Linked DNA regions of Mus musculus: region 1 is linked to region 2. A link is a contact called in public ChIA-PET data. All regions are on one chromosome and are shown on one strand. The core of a region is the stretch at or near the end of the contact, and the rest is flanking DNA. Distances in the headings are between cores, read along the strand shown.

Region 1 (2,867 bases), core at 19-2,518, 89 kb after region 2:
ACACATTTAATAGCTCTTTGTACATGCATAGATTCTAGATTTTTATGTGGCCTCTAACGTCCATCTTTACTATTTCTGAATTGTGCAATACATATAGGAAGATTTTCCATACTCAAGAATAGGAATTCTTTTATGTTTCCTGTTAAGTCTTATTTCACTTGGATTTTTCCCCCCTTGGAATTAATATTTTAACTCAACTGAAATGCACTGTTGTGGCTGTTGTTAAGCATCTGAAATGGAAAAACCGTGATTTTGAAGACCTTTTCTCACTGAATTCTAAAGAATCAAAAGACTATATGTTCACTGTATCTCTTGCTCACGTGACCTCTCTGTTGTCTTTTTAGGGACATTAGTCCTTGTATCCCTGTTCACTATTTTTTTATAGTCTTAGGACAAGAGAGATATCTTGGTACTTAAGAGCTCAGGCTGCTCTTCCGGAAGACCCAGGTTTTATTCCCAGCACCCACGAGGCAGCTCACAACCATCTGTAACTTAAATTCCAGGAGATCGATGGACTCCTCTGGCCTCTTCAGGCATGGCGTTCATGGGTGTTGCAGTCACTTTTCAATGGCTGTGACAAACCATCATGACCAAGGCAACTTAGAGAAGGAAGAATCTACTGTGCTCTTACAGGTCCATGGCCAGCATGGCCGGGAGTATGGCAGCAGGCATGAAGCATAGCGCTGGAGCAGTAGCTGGGGGGGTTTTACATTCCTATCCACAGCAGGAGACAGACAGATAGACAGAGTGGGGAAGGGGAGAGGGAAGAGAGAGAGAGAGAGAGAGAGAGAGCTAACAGGACCACAAGGGCTTTAAAGATTTCTAAGCCTACCCTCAGTGACGCACCTCCAACAAGGCCACGCCTCCCAATCCTTCCCAAATATACATATCTGAATTCTATTCCTATGACCTTTTGCCGGTGAGTCTACTTGGTCCTGTTGAAGGCAGCACAGCTGAGTGGCCAGCTATGTTTAAGCCCTTGTTTACAAAAGGGTAGCTATGGCAACTGACCTCCCAGTTCCTCTTCTTCCTCTGGTGGGGTGCTAAAACCCAACACCCTAAGCTGTTTTTGTAAAGATTAAAATGTGACACAGACACCTATTTCGGTTAAGGAGGGCAGCAAATGCATGAGTCGTTTTGATAGGGTCTCTGTCTCTCTCTCTCTCCTTCCCCATCTCTACCTCTCCCTCTCCCCCTCCCCCTCCCCTACTGTGAACAGCAGGCATGAAAGACACGTGGTTCAGGTTGCTGGGTGTGGCTTCTGCCAGCCTCACCACAGTCCTGACAGAAAGAACTCAGAGTCACCCCTGGGAAAAGAACTCTAAAGATGAAATGTAAATTCCTGGGTAGCTTCTTTCTGCTCTTCAGCCTTTCCGGCAAAGGTAAGCATTCGCGTGGAGCTCTTCCGGAGACCTTGGAGTGGACATTAGAGGCGAAGAGGGAGATCCTCCGTAGTCCCGAGACCTCAGAAACCATCTTACTTTTTTACAGGGGCGGACTGCAGAGACAATGAGACCATCTGGGGTGTCTTGGGTCATGGCATCACCCTGAACATCCCCAACTTTCAAATGACTGATGATATTGATGAGGTGCGATGGGTAAGGAGGGGCACCCTGGTCGCAGAGTTTAAAAGGAAGAAGCCACCTTTTTTGATATCAGAAACGTATGAGGTCTTAGCAAACGGATCCCTGAAGATAAAGAAGCCGATGATGAGAAACGACAGTGGCACCTATAATGTAATGGTGTATGGCACAAATGGGATGACTAGGCTGGAGAAGGACCTGGACGTGAGGATTCTGGGTAAGTCTCCATTCCCTAAAGGTTTTCATTTTAGGACGGCTGCTATGTAGAAAGTTGGGGAGCAGCCTTTCTGTAGCATCCCCATCCAATGTTACCTGTGTGGCCCACAATGAAGACTCCAGTGGGTGAGGGTGGCTCTAAAGCCTGTCTGCCTTTCATTCTCTCTTTGGGTGGCTGTGGGGTTGTACAAAGACTCCCAGGTGACAGACAGGCATTAATCAGAAAGAAGACAGGTTAGCAGAGAAAAGACATGGACATCCTTGGTGGCCGATGAAGCTGTAGCTAGACAGGATGTCAGAGGGTGCCTAGGAGCAGTGAGCCTCTTGTCTGGAGAGCTATGTTTAAGCCAGGGTATGATGAGAGGGCATGATACTGAAGAGCAACAGGAGAAGACCAACCAGGAGTCCTCTCCTGTCATCCAAGCGAAGCCAAGCAGGTGGTCTTAGTCTTGGTGAGAACCAGCAAGTGAGCTGTAAGAAGTGACTCATGCCCAGGCTCCTGGCAGCATGGAGTATGTGTGCCAGTGGGATCTATAGCGTTCCAAGAGCTTCTAGTGAGAAGAGTTGTCATTGATAGTCATTGGCCTGGAGTAAAGGGTGCCAGGGAGATGAGGAAGGGTGCAAACATGCCGGGTGTGGGGGTGAGGAGGAAGTGAAGAAGCTTGGGTGGGTGAGAAAGAAGAAAACGAAGCCTGGGATGCTGTCGAAGCTGAAAGTCCAGGGACAAACTGGCAGCTCACACCAATGGGTGAGAGGAGAAAGCCTGCCCTTGGCTTGCGGAGAAAGCTGAGAATGCCTTGTGCAGAATAGATCAGCCATTCAGGGAGCACACAAACATTCTGAGCTTCACACAGGAAATGTCACTATAGAAAGGGCTCCCCTCATCCCCCCGTGGGTGTCCTTCCTGTCCAATACTCAGCACCTGGGCCTAACACCAACCTCTCTCCAGGGCCCCCTGTTAGCTCCTCTGTGCACAACTCTTCCCAGACCCAAATCCTGTAACTTTATCTAGAGAGAATGTCCCAGAAACGGGGTGGGAATGAGAACGACCACTCATCGTATCGAACC
Region 2 (2,729 bases), core at 9-2,508:
CTCATTACTGCCAATCCACTTATAGCTCCAGGGAACAGTTTGGAAACAGAACTTCACAGGGAAAATGAGAGCCAGTCAAAGACAGAGTAGTCAGAAGGAGGGAGTTGGGGGCAGGGGAGGGGAGTGGCGTGGCGTGTGCAATAGAGTCCTCTATGCCTAAGGCAGGGGCCAGAGCAATTCCGAAGGCGCTCAAGGTTTCTGCCACATTGTATATGCCTTGCAGACTCCACCGGAACTATGGATTCTGGTGGATTAATCCTCGAGGAAAACGGGAGGAAAGAGTCTGAGAAAATCCTTTCATGCGCTGATTATACAGAAATGTCCTTGGCTTCGCAGTGAAGGTGTCTGAGATCGCTCATTCGGATCCCCCAAAGGGAACCAGGCAGGTTTTGTCAAAACCCAAGACAGCCAAAACACCCGGATTGGTAAAGACACTTCGGATTTCTTCATCAAAAAGTCCATCTCCATCCATAGTGAGAGGTCACGGTACCGTCACCTGCCCCAGAACCTCCCAGGGCACACGAAGTAAGCTGGCATTTGATAGCTCGAGAGTGGTCCCACAAAAGCCCGCAGATTCCTAAAACAAACACAACAGACATTTATCTAAGGCCAACACAACCGCCGCAAAACCGAGAGAGGCCAAAGCACCCGACTGGCCAGCCGAGCCACCTGGGTCCCTTCCCTGGGCGAGGGCAGCCCATGTGTGCATCCTGACCTTGTACAAATCTTACCTTCCGTTCCCCACGCCTCAGTTTCCCCGCCCAGAGCAGGGCAATTATGATTGTTCTCAAAACACTTTCACCAAATGCCTCTCTCACTCGCGGGCTTTTCCCGTCACGGTTTACGGAGCGGGGCGCGGCAGGCAGCCCCACCCTCGGCAGCGCGGGTCGCCACGGGGCTGGCGCGGGGCCGCGACTCGGGGCGCCGACCGTGGGAGCCGGGGCGCGCCGCGTCCCAGGTGGCCCGCTATTGTTTTACCTCCCCGGCGGTTGAGTCTGAGACACTGGCAAAGAAAAGGGTCCGAAAAGGGGCTCGGGGCTCCGCTTGCGGCAAGCTGAGCCCGCCCGGCGCGATCCGGCTCCGACGGAGAAAGGGGCTTGGGCCCGGGGCGGGACGCCGATCGCCACGCCACAGTCCCCGCGCCCCCAACCCGGATCCGCGCCCGCCCGCCCGCGCTCACCTCGCCCGGGGCCCCGCAGCTCCCAGCAACCGAACGCTCGCCGGTCCTGTGTCCCGCACGCCTCCCAAGACGCACGGCTTCCTCCTCGCCTCCCGCAGCGGCTCAGGCCGTCCTGCTCCCGCCCCGCCCCAGGCCCCGCCCTCCAGCTCCGGCCTGGCCCGCAGCTCCCCGCGAGGCGAGCAAGGGCGAAGGCGGTGGCCTCACGGGGACACGCCCCCGGAACGCCCCGCCCACCGCCCCGGCGCTCTCTGGCTGCACCCGCACGCAGCTGCGGACCACCTGGGATGAGCTGATGGAAAGTTAACCTGGGGTTCGCGCCCCAAGGGCCCCTCCCAAAGCCCAGGCTCCCGGGGACGCGTCTTTCGCCCGGTAAACAATAGCAAAACGCTTCGCTGGAGACTTGAGTCTATTTCTATAACAAACCTCCACATTGTGCTTCACTCTAGCATAATCTGGACCCCAGAGACAGCCTAGGTTCATAGCCTTAGCTTCTGTGTTGCTTAACCTCTCTGTGCCTCAGTCTGCTCATCTGTCACAAAGAGTAAATAAGCTCTGCTTAATAGGGTTGTGTGAGGTGTCCACGTCATTCTTGTAAAGCACTTAGCGGAATGCCTCATATGTCAAAAGCACTCAGTTACAAATGAACTGTCATTAGTTTCTTAACAGTGCTATCCATGCAAGTGGCACCATACTTACTCAATATTATCAAACACAAGGAGCTAAAAACGACTCGTTACAGGAGCAGGTTGGATCGTACTGCCCTTGCAGACTTGTGATCTACTTGGGAACACTAACAGTAGGCCATACATAAATGGTGTGGAATGAACCCATTCCAACACTGTGTTCCTGGGGTGAAGTGCTGGGCTGGGTAAGGCCCAGGAAGCCTTGTCCTAGAGAAAACGGAGTATAAAACCACGGAACAAGGGAGGAGGGGTACAGAGGACAATGATAGGCCCTGGAAACATAACTTTATATGCCCAGAGAAGAAAGATTCAGTACCTATGAGAAAAAGCCCTGTGGGACCCTAACTAGACTGGAGGAAAGACTGACAGGAAGAGTTATAACAAAAAATCGGAAGGGGGGGGGAGGGCTGGGCTTTAAGCTTACGCCCAGGAGAAAGCCCCTGAATGGTTTGAGTAAGGACCTGTAGCAATCAGAGCTCCATTTTAGAAAAAGCACTTGACCTAGGATTGGAGGGTGGGTGGGAGAGTTTTCCCGGAATATTAAAGATGTTGTGGTGGATCATGGCTGAAAAATCCAGGAAATAGAAGTAACCACACAGGCAGCTATGGGAACAGAGAGGCCCTGGCAATCAGGGGGTGGGCTCCATGGAATGTCTAGGTGGGTGTGAGAGAGGCTCAGTGTCTGAGATCAGGATTCAGAGACGGAAGGATGAAGGTTGGAGTTTGAGGGGTCCAAGCCCTTTATCTGACTGACAGCCATGTCCAAAGACGCCACCAGTGGATTTCAGAGCTCAGAGAGGGGCTTACAAAGTGTTTTCATCCTATTGGACGGAGTGACAGCAGACCACTGTACTGAAAGAATGCGT

The links. ChIA-PET counts read pairs in DNA pulled down with a chosen protein or histone mark.
Region 1: a contact with region 2 is called in an RNA polymerase II ChIA-PET map of effector CD8 T cells, with 30 read pairs. The contact joins the promoter of Cd2 here to the promoter of Igsf3 in region 2. A contact is called at or near these places in 3 of 39 promoter capture datasets (cranial neural crest, embryonic stem cells and hippocampal neurons), 5 of 484 Hi-C or Micro-C datasets (CD4 T cells, DN3 thymocytes, Th1 cells and 1 more), 3 of 115 datasets of contacts at active chromatin or transcription factors (the SCID.adh cell line, effector CD8 T cells and forebrain) and 1 of 9 other capture datasets (adipose tissue).

Annotation. Positions count from the first base shown.
Region 1 is chr3:101,286,340-101,289,206 of GRCm38.p6, reverse strand. It overlaps Cd2 (CD2 antigen), which reads left to right and starts at 1,268. Exons shown (of 5, transcript NM_013486.2): 1 at 1,268-1,382; 2 at 1,492-1,800. The coding sequence starts at 1,328.
Region 2 is chr3:101,375,654-101,378,382 of GRCm38.p6, reverse strand. It overlaps Igsf3 (immunoglobulin superfamily, member 3), which reads right to left and starts at 1,258. Exons shown (of 11, transcript NM_207205.2): 1 at 1,181-1,258; 2 at 1-577.